2 separate regions of the Pan troglodytes genome follow, and region 1 is linked to region 2. A link is a contact called in public Hi-C data. All regions are on one chromosome and are shown on one strand. Each heading gives the region's core, a stretch centred on a gene start, on an enhancer-like site or on the middle of the called end of the contact. The rest is flanking DNA. Distances are from core to core; before and after follow the strand shown.

Region 1 (6,713 bases), core at 3,506-6,005, 450 kb after region 2:
GGTTTCACCATATTGGCCAGGCTGGTCTCAAACTCCTGACCTCAACTGATCCGCCCACCTCGGCCTCCCAAAGTGCTGGGATTACAAGCATGAGCCACCACACCCGGCCCGGAAGAACTATTGACAGATGAAATGATATGATGTGATATACAGGATATACTTCAGAATTGTACAGGAGGTAGGGCGGTGGATGGTGGCACTGATGAACAGGTTTGGCCATGAGTTGGTGATGCTGAGACTGGGTGGGTACATGGGGTTCATCATATCACTCTGTCTCCTTCTGCATATATTTGAAATTTTCCATAATAAAATGTTTTAAGTTCAGAAAAACTAAAAATGTTTTAACTCAATGATTCTTGTCTTACTAGCTCTTGCAATACAGTATTTACTTCCTACAGACGTGTTCTTGGACAAGCAATGAAGCTATGGAAAAACCTGTCAGGGAGGGCTGGAGAACAGATGGACACCCCCACCCGAGGTCAGAAAAGCAACCTACACAGCCCTCCCCACACTTATGTGGGGACCAAGAGGGGGGTCCTGCCCCTCTGGGCCTCTTGGGCTGGAAGAGTACAGGCAGAAGGACTGATGTCCATTTTGACACTGCTTTTAAGCTCAGTAAAAATTACTATAAAATTGGTTTCAATGTATTTTTAAAGCACAATGAACTTTTTTTTTATTTCCTCAGCAGAAAGCCATCATAGCAGGGTAGGCAAGCTACTCAACCTTTCTAACCTTACTTTTCACAACAGGAAAATGGGGATACTTACATATCCCCCATTTCCCAGGGCATGAGGGTGAATGAGATCAGTGTGTCGAGTGCCTAGCACAGTAAGAACTGTAACAGGGTGGGTCTAATATGTGGCTTTTTTGTGGCCGTTAAGCCTCTGAGAGGACCACAGTAGAGCCACCCCATCGTGAACACTCTGAATTTGAATGCTTTTCTTAAACATTTAAATTAAATAAAAATCAAGGCACACATCCTCTGAAACCCCTTTGGGCCAGGTACCTTGCTGGGTGTCAGCCCCTTCAAGTGTCACAGAAGCCATGGCTGTGCTCAGCGCCCCCCAGCCAGAGGAGCTGCCCAGGCTCTGGAAAGAACAGGGCAGTTGGGATAGAGCCACCACAGCTCTCTCTAGTTGAAGAATTACTTGGAAAACGAAGAGTAAGGCACTGCCCACTCTGGTCCATGGCTTTGAATGTCAAAATGCACCCCCAGAAAGCAGACCTGCAGCAGACCTGCAGCAGACCAACCCTTCCCAAAGATGGGGTTCAGGGTCCTCTAGACAAACAGCAGACCCTGGGCTTGGCAACATCTCCCAAAAAGGAGCTGAGTCTCAGGCAAGTGGTCCCTGAAGGCCTCTATACACCACAATGTACCTTCACTGGTGCAAAGGCCCTGCCAAATGGCTGTGCAAAAGTGGCCAGGCAAGAGATACAGTTCTAAGAAGAAATCAAGGAGCCATGGCACGCAGGACTCCCAGGAGAGGCAGGTGGCCTGCACAGCCAGTTCACGCTCCAGGCTACTGTGTGGGTGGCCTCCTGCTGACAAGCTTCAGCCAGAAGAGGGTATTTGGGACTTTGGGTGACAAGACTGGAGGAGACAAGGGAACCTAAGCAGAAGGTCATCCAGACCACCGTCAGAGTGGCCACACCAAGTCTTTGGGTTCTTGCTCTAAGTCTGCCAGCCAGATGAAGGGATGGAGGATTCACATCCAGCCACATCTTGACCCTGCTGATTCTGGAGGAGAAAGGATGGAGCCCTGCACTGGCTCCACCTGCTCCCTCTTCTCCCATAAGAGGAAACAAGAAAGGAGGCCAGAGAGCCCAAGACAAAACTCAAGAATGTTCTCGAAAGGTCCTTGGGCTTTGAGACCTTCACAATGCAGTCATAAGATTATCCTGAGCTTCTGAAAGCCCCCTGGCTCCAGAGAAGAGAGCAATCTCTGGCTGCTAAACCTTGAGTGCAAAGGCTAAGGGCACACCGGGGCCAGAATGCCTGGGTTCAAATCCTAGCTCTGCTATGTATTAGCTCTGTAACATTGGGCAAAGTACTTAACCCCTGTGTCCTCCTCTGTAAAATGAGGATAACTATGGCCCTATAGGGCAGAGTCGTTGCCTAGAACAGTAGAGAACTCAAAATTAATTTAGCAAGGGGCCCTCCTCTGCCCAGTGGGATGTGCTACTATTGACCCCATGGGGTTCTGGAAGAAATCAACATGCTACTACAATGGAAGGCATTTGAAGGAAGTGGAAAGTTTTCACAGAAAGTAGCCCAGAGACATGCACAGAGTGCTGCTCTCTGTGCAGACCAGAAACCCCAAAGATTTGTGCCTCTTTCTGTCAGAATGCAGCTTTCTGGAGCCCACCGGGCTATAGAAGCTGCATGGCGTCTGGAATGGGAATGGGTTGGCCTAGTCTTCCCCTGGAGGTATGGAGAGGAAAAGTGACACTTTCAGGCTTTGTGCAGGACAAGCAGAGAATATCACTCAAATCCAAGCTGGCTGCCCTGTGGGGGACACAGGCCCATGCCGGCAGGCCTGGGGAGAGCCACCGCTTGCTGAGGTTAGGCCAGCACCAGTGGGTGTGAGGAGCCCACCTCCAGTCTCAAGAGCAGGGTTGGGCTTCCCTGGATGGGGAGGAAAGGGTTAAGCCGGCTTGGGCTCTGGAGGGAAAGCACTCGGCAGCTATAAACAGAGAGCCTAGGGAGGGAGGGGGCTGACAGGATGTGGCCAGGGCTCGAGCTGTCTGATTATTAACTTCACTTTTATTTGGAGGGGGATTCGATTCTCTGTTTTACTTCCCATCAAGGAAGTGAAAGCCCAGGTCTCAGAGGGGCCTGGTTTCAAATTGTTTTGTCACAGCTCATTTATTTTTCCTTTTAAATAAATAAACAAAACCACCTCTTTGTTTTCCCCTTAATGAGCATTCAGCAAATCATCTGTGGGTGAGGCATGAACGGGGTTTTCTGGAGTCCTTCATGGGAGAACGTTTGGCTTATTATTTTAAAAGGAAAAAGCAAGGATGTCTCCTTTAGCTCCCAGTCTTCTCCAAGGCTGTGAAGGCACTTTCTCTTTTGCCTCCTCTGAAATACCGACCTAGACCAGCGAGGAGTCTGAAATCACAGCCTCAAGCCCGGCCAAGGCCCCAGGAGCTTCTTGGTTGGACCTTGGGGCTGGACCCGCAGCCTGCCATTCCATCTGACAGGCCCTGACCCTGAGGCCACGCAGAGGAAGCACCCAGCACGGGCTCAGTGGTTTGTCTTCTTGCTTGGGCTCAGACCCATGGCTTTTGTTCCTCTGACACCCTGACATTTCTACTAAAATAACAAAGCAATTAAACACACAAAAGGATTCCATGACAGCCTTAAAAAACACCATTACATGTTCCTTTACCCAAGGTTGAAAACATTCGGGAACTTGATTTCCAACATCAAAATCCAGATCAAAACCCATTCAACAATCCCATGATCCCCTTGCAACAACCCTTTCCTGGCCAGCATCACAGGGTGCCGACCCTCACAGGGTCTCACAATTCAACAATTCAGTGAGAGAGGATGCAGCAACAAAGACTGTAACGAAAAAACAGGAGAGTCTACAGCTGAAGCTACTGCTACTCAAGGTGGGCAGAGAAGGGAAGAGATGGATTCTGTTGGAAACTAAGAGGGGAAATCCAGGAAGGCTTCCTGGTGGAGCTGATCTTTAAGCTGAACCTTGAAGGACTGGTAAGATGAACGGATGTTCTGGAACCTGAGAAACACCCAAGTGCCAGAGAGACAGCATCCATGTGTGAACTACGCTAGACAGAGGCAACAGGCGTGGTGGGGCCTGGGGCTCCTCAGAATGGCATCTCAAGTTCCCATGGTGGTCAGGGACTGGAATGCATCGGCCGCCTGGAGCCAGCTCCGCGGGGCCAGTCCCTGACCTCTGGCTCGGAGATTGGTGTGCCCGGTGAAGGAGTTGCCCAAGCATCTTAGGCAACCAGATACTACGCCTGGCCTTGGACCCTGCCACTTGCCTGCCCCACAAAAACCTGCTGACCGCTGTGACCTACTTTAACGCCCTCTGACTTTCCGCTCTTTGAATAGGGGCAAAAAGAAGAAGGGCGACTGGCGCCATCCAATTCACTTGAGGCTCGGAGGCTCAGGCCTGCCTTCCCGGCGGCTACTGGGGTGGCGTTTCCCAGCACCCCCGGGAAGCTACCAAGGTCCAGGGCTCTCCTGGACTTCTGCGACGCCCACGCACTCCTGCGGCCGAGCTTCGCGGTCGGGCTCTCCCGTCGCCACCCCGGCGTCTGCTCAGCCGCGAGCGAGAACCAAGCCGGGCAGGGCGCGGGGCCCGGGCGAGGCCGCCAAGATGGCCGACGCGATCGGCAGCGCGCGGATCACGCGGGAAGGCTGCCCTTGGCCTCCCGGGAAACAGCCAAGGTTCCGCCGCCCTCCTTGGCGCTCTGCCCCGGCCGGCCTGCCGGGATCTCCTCCCCGGCGCGGTCTGCGGCTCCCGGGGCCTCGCAAACCTTCCAGGCCCGAGGCCATCCAGACGCGCACACCAGGCCCGGCCCGCGAGGGGAGACACAGGGGCCGGGGCTGCGGCGGCTGAGCTCCCTGGGCGGCTCGGAACGCAAGGGGCCGGCGAGCCGACGCTGCTGCAGGAGGCTGCGGCGTGGGGCGAGGTTCTCGCTACGGCTTGGTTCCCGTCCTCCCGCGGCCGCTCTCCCCCGGAAGCCCTCGGAGGCAGCACGATGGACGTGGCCACACTGCCCTCCAGTGGCCAGCTCGCCGAACAACACGTCTGGGCCCCTTTTGGGGGTCTGGGTGACGTGTCCACCCTCTCTCTGCTCTTTGCTACATTTGAAGGTGGGGTTTGCCATCCATGGTTCCTCTTACAGGTCACCAAAGCTGCCACAGTGCACACTCACCCAACAGCAGGGGATTTGCCGCCTTCGGTGGTTCTCAAACTTTAGTGTGCACCGGAATCCCCCCTTGGACAGTTCTTTCAAACCCGGATTGCTGGGTCCCCCAACCAAGTCAGAGAATTTGCATTTCTAACAAGTCCTCAGGCGATGCTGAGCTGCTGGTCCGCTGGTCCTGGAGCCACACTTAGAGAACCACTGGCTCGGCTCACTCTTTCTCTCACGGGGTTTCTGTCATCTACTCATTTAATACAGAATATGTCCTGCTAGCCCCGGAGGACGAGTGGACGGAACAACTTTCTCACCCCTCGCGGAGCTTAGTCTAACGGAGGAGACAGACTTGTTTCAACAAATCACCTAGAAAGAAATATAAGATTCCATTTGAAAAGACTTTCAAATTCCTATGAAGGAAAAGAATCAGGTGCTCAGAGAACATATATAAATGGGGCACTAATTTAGATTTGGGATGGGAAGGTTCTTGAGGAAGACCTCTCTGAGGAAACCCTTAAGCTGAGGCCAGGAGGAGGGATGAGGTCCTGAGGGGAATGGGGAGGGGACTGGAACTGGCAGGCCGAGCAGGTAAGATGCAGACCCTGGCTGTAGAAGCAGAGACTGGTAGGGGGCCAGGCAGGGGGTCACAGCCTCCTAGGCCCATGCCTCTGGTACCCACAGAGCTGCCTCCTCAGAAGGGCAGCATCCAGGGGAGAAGAGGGCCTGCCTGCATGCTCAGATCTTAGCTACCCCCGTCAGTGCCAAGAAGAATGCTCCACCTTGAGGAACCCCAGCCAGGTGCCCACAGCCCACAAACTTCTCTTTGCCTGAGCAGATTTATGTAGGTCCCTTCTGTAAGGCCTGAAGGGCAGTCACATCTGATGGAACCAGGTCTGCTGAGTAATGATGAATAGACATGATGTTACCATCTACCCATCAATGCCCTCAGTGTGCCATCTCCTCCCTCCTGCAGTCCAGGATCCAGCTGTTTCTCCAATGAGCATTTTTAAGCACCTACTATGTGCTCTGCACTAGGATCACTGCAATGCTCTGTGGGGCATGGCACAAAGAGGCCAGCCTGCCCTAGGAGGCGCCAAGCACCCTGGAGGGCAGGTAGGTGGAGTACACCCTCCCCGCCCCAGTCTCAGCTCCAGCCTGCTGTGTGCACCCCCACCCCACCCAAACGTCCCTGGGGTCACTCATTGCAGGTGGGCCAGGCTGACAAATGGCAGCCAGGAATTCTAGTGTTCTAATGATTCTTACTTTGTATCAATGCCAGCTTGATGGCAGGGGCCAGGATGACCACCAACCACTGCCACTTTATCCCTTGTGCTGACAAGGAGGTATCATCCCATTAATCCTGTTACCTTGCTCAGTCCCTTCTGTCCCGTTTTCACATCTGAAAAATGTGGGGTGGGGATGAGTTGTGTTAGATGATCTCCAAGGGTTTCTGATCCATGCCTAGCCCACCAGTGCACTGTTGGAGAGATGGACGAGAACAGCCCTGCCCAATGACCCCATGACCCTAGCATTATGCAAAGCAAGGCCTTTGTCGTTAACAGACTCCAGGTTAGGGGAAGGGAGGGGGGAGCAGCTGAAAAACTATGTGCAGCTTTAGAATCAATCAAATCAATCCAACTCTATTCCTGACTCTGTGATAGCCAGTAAGTGGTTTAACTTCTCTGAGCCTGTTTCCTCATCTGAGAAATGGGAATAGCATGGTACCTACCTCACTGGGCTGTTCTGAAGATTACTGATAATAGCTACCACTTAGCAAGTGCTTGATCCGTGCCAGGCAGCACACTAGAGGCTTC
Region 2 (6,714 bases), core at 1,001-3,500:
TATCTTATTCCCTTGACCTGGTCCTTGTTCCCTTGAAGTCTTTTGTTTGTCTGTTTGTTTTTGAGACAGGGTCTCACTCTGTCACCCAGGCTGGAGTATGGCGGCACGATCTCAGCTCACTGCAACCTCCATGTCCCAGGTTCGAGAGATTCTTCTGCCTCAGCCTCCCGAGTAGCTGGGATTACAGGCACCTGCCACCACATTCAGCTAATTTTTGTATTTTTAGTAGAGATAGGGTTTCACCATGTTAGCCAGGCTGGTCTCAAACTCCTGACCTCAAGCGATCCTCCCACCTCAGCCTCCCAAAGTGCTAGGATTACAGGCATGAGCCACTGCACCTGGCCCCTTGAAGTCTTTATAGTCGCCCCAAAGAAATTAGGCTAAACTAAAGAAGTCACTGCTTCTGTAGATCTAAGGTGGCTGAATATCGGCCATAGCATATAGTTCAAACTAATGCAGTGCATCTATTAAAGGTTATAAGAAGATACCTACAAACTTCCCTCATGGGATTGTTGTGAGAATTAAATACATATAATACATATAAAGGACCTCTAGTGCCTAACACATGGTGAGCTCTCAAAAAAATATAAATGTTAGCTCTTGTCATTATTTTTGTTAATCCTTGACTGGGGTACTAAAATTCCTAAAAGAGAGTAAGCCAAGAAAAATATGTTAATTATTACAGCAACTAATATTTATTACTATGCACCAAGGCATTTTTGTAAGGATTTTTCATATATTAATTCATTATTAACTAATTTTCATAGCAATCTGATGATGTAAGTGTTAGCCCCATTTTACAGATAAGAAGGTGAGGACAGAGAGGTGAAGTTGGGGAGCTTGGGATCAAGTTTCTGGTTCTAGAACCTACGTTCTTTCATAACCATCACTGCTCTGAAAAAGAGTAAGCACCAGACCTGAAAGAAACATAACAGAGGCCGGGCGCGGTGGCTCACGCCTGTAATCCCAACACTTTGGGAGGCCAAGGTGGGCGGATCACGAGATCAGGAGATCGAGACCATCCTGGCTAACAGGGTGAAACCCCGTCTCTACTAAAAATACAAAAAATTAGCCGGGCATGGTGGTGGGCGCCTGTAGTCCCAGCTACTCAGGAGGATGAGGCAAGAGAATTGCTTGAACCCAGGAGGCGGAGGTTGCAGTGAGCTGAGATTGCGCCGCTGCACTCCAGCCTGGGTGACAGAGTGAGATTCTGTCTCAAAAAAAAAAAAAAAAAGAAAGAAACAGAACAGAAATGTTGTTAGCTCCTTCTCACTTTTATCTCTAGTTTGAATGAGTGTGTTTGTGAAAGGCAAATGCCTCTGGGGTTCTTGCACAGTCCTGGGCACCACTGGGAGGAGAGAGGGCAACCTAGAGACATTTGTGTTCCTGGTAAACAACTGAAAATAGGCGGAGCCTTTGTGCACTGAACCCAGCTACTTTCAAATCGCAGTACTTCCCAATTGCAAACTTGGTGCAAAAAAACCTACATTGCCACAGTTGAGACTTTCATGAGGAAAGATTTTGGGTACAAGATAGTTTTTCATACCACTTTGCTTACCCCTGAGACTGCAAAGTACCATGTCTCCTTGTTTTATAGAAGCCAAAACAAATTCTATCGATAAACAGAATTTTGAAACTCTGGTATTTTCAGAAATTTGTACTGTGCATAAAGTAATGGTTTGGTTAATTAACATAGGTGATTAAACAATAAAGTGATGCATACCCATTTCCATAGAAAATATATGCATATATAAAAGGAATTTTACAGATAAACTGTATGATATATCTGTTAATATATCATGTTTTATTTTCAGTGTTTTTGTGTATTCTTAATGTCCCCCAGTATGGAGACAGGCTCATCTCCAGGTGTGCAGGCTCTGAGTGAAGGGGGCCTCCTCATTGGAGTGTGCAGGGGCCTCCTCATTGGAGTGTGCAGGGCTCTCCTGCGGCGGCGCCCACTCTCTGTCCTCCTTCCCCGTTTTTGTTTGCCACCTTGTGGTTAACATAGCTCTGTGGCTCAAGGAGGAGGGTTGGGCCCGTATCATCTGTGAAGGTAAAATGCATACATGCGATGCTGCAACACAGTCTTTCTCCCGGCGGGGAGTGGGAGTGTGTGTGCGCACGCGTGTGTGGGTGCAGTGAAGGTGGAATTGCCCACTTAGTGAGACTCAGAGTCTACCCTCAACCACTGTGCTTCTGTGTGCTCCCGTGTAGGCTGGAAGTCGTATCAGCCGCTCCATTGCACAGAGATTGCAGAGAAGGGGCCACATCGGTCAGTGTTAGCGTCCACAGGAGGAAGTTGTGTGGTGGGAAGGCCGCTTCTGGCTGGACTGCAGGCTTGTTTGCCCACACGCGCCCCAGTGAGAGCGAGGCCTCCACGGGCTTCCTTCTCCAGTGCGGGGAGTGTGTGGCGAAGGAAGTGTCTGCTGCTGAGCTCAGCTTTGCTTCGCCATATTCCTTCCCAATCCGCTCATCCTAACCCTCTCTCCTTCCGCCTCCATCCTCCCTGCTCTCCGATTGCCCCAGTGTGTGTGTCCCCTTCCCCAGCCACCCCTCTGATCCCTGACTACCCTCTTCTCCCTCCCTCCCTCTGCGCCCACTCCTCATCGCGGGCCTCAGGGGAGCCCTGTCTCCACTCAAGACACCCGTGAAACAGAGGGAGACACTAGCAGTCAGCGGGCACTTTGTGGGGAGGGCCAATTTAGAGGACAGATTGACCAGGGCGAGCAGCAGGATATCTAGAAAGACGCTTTGCTTCTAGGGAGCGGGAGCCTAATCCCGTTACAGGCTGGAGGGAGACTCCTGGGGCCGGCAAGCCTCCTTCCCGCTGTGCCTGGAGGGATATCATTGGAGGACCGCCGCGCGCGGTGGAGGGCTCCGCTCGCCAGCAGCCCCCTCCCCCAGCCCCTTCCACTCTCTTTTCTTTTGCAGTGACACATACTGCAGTGCCTCTGAGGTCATTTGTTTCCCACAGCCTCACAGGGCGCTGTGGCAACAAGGGGGACAATGATCTCTCACAGGAATGATGGGAGGCCTTGTTTTGCCTTAAATAAGCCCCTTCAAGGGAGCAGTAAGGTCTGTTGTGTGTGTGGTTTGTTTTTTCAGAAAATCCTCTTGCACGTAGTTCCAGTGTGAAGTACTCTGGCAACTTCAATTGAAGACATAAAGAATCTTATGTGTGTGTGTGAGGGTTTAATTTTATTTTTATTGCTGCTTTGAGACCAGGATTGTGTTTTCCCTTCTGCCAGTTACCCTTTTCCCGCTCAAGCTCCCTGGACCTCAGCATTCTTTCAATAGTTTTAGGGCAGGAATTGGCAGGTGTTAGGGGCAGAGAGACGCCCATGTCTGGGTGCTGGCTTCTGACTGCCCTTAGCTTTGGTGAGGGAGTGAAGGTTAGCGTGGCAGGAATGTAGTGCTCCTACACATTTCTCATCCTATCCTGGGTCTGAGGAAAGCACAGGGCACTGGGTGGCTAGGGCTGGGATTCACAACAAAGTGACAGTGGAGGCTGAGGGAGACGTACTTTATGGGCCACCTCGGAATAGATCATCAGCTTTAATGCCAGAGCTTCAGGGGCATGTGCAGAAAGAAAAAGGCCTGTAAGTAGAATAAAGAGGAGGCAGGTTCTGTGTCTGATTCGGCTGTCCGGTGAGGAAAGATGTGAAGTGATCTCTACCCACACCCTGGTAACACCACTGGAAGACAAAAAACTGTCCTGTTTGTCTTACTGCTCTGTCCTGTGTTTTAAAGTCTTCAAGCTGCTGAAGGCAGTCCCACCTCAGAGCTTACATGCGTACACATTATTATCTGTAAAGGCTTCCTATTTGATGAATCATGGTGTATCATACAATCTAGATATTTCATCTGGAGAAACTGAGATGAGGCAGATTAAAGTCTTTTCCAAAACCACATGAGGAATTAATTTCAAAGCTTGAGATTAAAACCTAGATCTTGTAGTTTCAGATTATTAACTTACCAGTGTGATCTACAAGTTCTTTCTCCATGTTCTAAAAAACAAATTTTTTAAGGCAATCAAGACATTTTCATTCTCTCATGTGAGCAGTATGTATCAGAAAAATTCATCTGTATAAACTGTATGGCAGTCTAAATTATATTTTTAACCTGTCTTTTCTTTTTTTACTTTTTATAAATCATATCTTCCACTGTTTACAAATTTTGTTATGTCTTTCACATATCAGACTCAAAAACAGTTGGCTTTATGATTGGGCCACTAGAAGAAATATAATATTTTTTCACTTACTTTTTCATTTCCTGACTTTTTTTTAGTGATAATCTGAATATATTTGTGAAATATTTAGGCAGGAAGGTGAGTTTTCCAGATGTTTCTGTTGATTATTGCAAACACAGAGCAATTCAAAGACTAGTGTCGCTTTTTGATAAATTAAAAATACTTTTTTTGATAACTAGTTATTCTTGACTTTAATAAACATTCCTAAGATTAACTCTTCTCTTAACAACTTTAGTGTAATTTTAATTTTTCACAAATCCTGAAGTGGGAGTACTGGAATTTTGGAGAAATAAATTAACATGTTGCCTTATTTCTCTGGACCATCTGTTAATGCTTATTCTCAACTAAAGTACTGTTCATCAGCTTCAAGTAACAAACATACCGTAGACAAATAGCCTATGTCTGTGACGGTGATAAGACATTGGCCAAATCATCCTCTCTCTGACCATGACAAAAGTGTACCAGTCGTAGCTAAAGCAAGACTAGACCTATTTAGTATTCATTGTAAAGGAAACAACAACAACAAAAATAACTAATAAAGGTCTGAGACAAGATGATGGATGGCAAAAGAACCCCCTATGGTCATAAATAAGCAAACTTTGGAAATGTTTGACTTAAGGAAGTACAGACTATGCTTAGTCTGCCTCGTGTCCCTGGACTAAAGCAGCCTTGAAGGCTCATCTGAACATTTCCCCAGGGGTTTCTTGCCTATTGACAAATCCCACCACATCTTCCAGATGCACAGAAGAAAGTTCCGTTAAATCCAAAATGGTAACCAAAAATGTTGAATAGCAAGAAACTGGCAGGGGTGGCTTTGGGAACTGGTAAATAAATAACAGGCTTGTTGTCCCACACCCTAGTTTAATGCTCTCAAGAGGTTCTTATGTTGCTCGCATTAGTGGGCATGTAAATGAAACCCCTGTTGGCCTTGGCAGATATTGGCCTCTTCCGTGACCTTGTTTGACTGAAACAAAAAGTCATTGGTGGAACAAAAATTCAGAGCTCTGAACTTGGTTGAAAGAAAAGGGCAATTCTCTGAATTGGGTAATTGGATCACCCTCCCAAGTGCCCTAGGGCTTATATCAAACATATAAGAAGGGGATTAATAACTTCAGTGTATAAGTGAGCTTCAGGCGGCTTCCAACTGTAACATTTCACTCTCAGGAGCTTTAGGACATAACAGATTTTTTTCAGAGCATTTTGAAGTGCTGTTTATAAAATGCAGGAAGGGACTACAGACTACTGTGGAATCCTTGTAATTGTACATGGTCCAGTCTGACAGGCAGGCAACCCGAAAGCCTCTTCAAAATGGCCACTTAATACAACTGTTCATGAAATATACCATTTTGGGACTGAAAGATGATGACAGTGATATGTTTTCAAACTGTACTTGATATTCCCTTCCTTAGTCATAATTTTATGATCTAGACTAAATTACATGTATCATTGAGTGTGAGGATTCCAAGACTTGAGACAGACTTACGTATTTATGTGTGAGTTGTAAGGGACCATTGGAAAAGCTGAGAATTTTAAAATTCATTTATATTAATTAATTTGTTCACTCAGTATTTATTCAATGCCTACTATATATCGGACTTGAGGATATAAAAAAGTATAAAGTAGAGCAAGGCTGACAGACATTTGAAAGGCAGGTTCATGAGGATTGAAGGAACATGTGGGAAGGGAGCCATTACTTCTTAGGAGTGGGGAAAATCCAGAGGAGACTAGAGGAGATAACGAGAGATGAGTCGACAGCACAGGAAAATAAAGAAGAGTATTCCAGGCGGAGGATACAACACTTGAAATAGTTACCGGAAAAGCTGGCCTGGTGATTAATCGACCCAGATAAAAGAGGTAGGCTAACACTGTTATTTGTCTTTTAAAGGAGAAGGATCAAGAAACAGTTCTGTTGGGTCCTGAGGAAGTGGGATTATTAGTGATAGACACAAAGTGCTGGTGTCACAGCTGTGGTAGAAAAAGGGAAACAAGAGAAAGCTTCTGAAAAAAATGTTTTGACAACTATTTTTATGGCTGTGGACATCCTGAGACCTCTGACAATCACATAGAAAAGAGAGCCCATAGGGAACATTTTAGAATTGATTCTTATCTTAATAGCTATCTTTTTGGCCTGTCTGGTTGCCAAAAAGAATTAGCAGAATTCTGCTGTTTATGTATTGCTGAATCAGTTTACAGGTGATGTTTTATTACTAGGGAAATATTGCTAAAGCTAGGTAGAGGTGCTTCTAAGAACTAAAGCACCAGAAACCTAATTGGGAAAGGAATTAACTTTAGTCATGTACATATTTTCATTTTTCTCCTTTGATTTTTATATTAACAGAAACCCTGTGAGGCAGGTGTTTTACCTACATTTTCACAAATGAGCACACAGCCTCGAACAAGTTAATTCCTCAGAATCCCACAGCCAGTGCATGCTAAGGCCCAAGTCCCCTTCATCCTCCATTCTC

The links. A called contact is a pair of places that touch in the nucleus more often than the background predicts.
Region 1: a Hi-C map of stem cell-derived neural progenitor cells shows a contact between it and region 2, with 3 times the contacts expected there. The contact joins two enhancer-like sites. A contact is called at or near these places in 2 of 7 Hi-C or Micro-C datasets (induced pluripotent stem cells and stem cell-derived neural progenitor cells).

The regions. Positions count from the first base shown.
Region 1 is chr15:66,793,491-66,800,203 of NHGRI_mPanTro3-v2.0_pri, forward strand. No RefSeq gene overlaps it. Among named protein-coding and RNA genes, the nearest start is that of ZFP36L1, 19 kb to the left of the region's middle. Within about 2 kb of position 4,756, at least 16 of the 24 cell types and tissues checked have an H3K27ac peak or open chromatin away from gene starts, as enhancers often do. A contact at or near this core is called in induced pluripotent stem cells and stem cell-derived neural progenitor cells, where this site is marked.
Region 2 is chr15:66,345,876-66,352,589 of NHGRI_mPanTro3-v2.0_pri, forward strand. The region is part of intron 8 of RAD51B (RAD51 paralog B); the gene reads left to right. Among named protein-coding and RNA genes, the nearest start is that of ZFP36L1, 430 kb to the right of the region's middle. Within about 2 kb of position 2,251, at least 18 of the 24 cell types and tissues checked have an H3K27ac peak or open chromatin away from gene starts, as enhancers often do. A contact at or near this core is called in induced pluripotent stem cells and stem cell-derived neural progenitor cells, where this site is marked.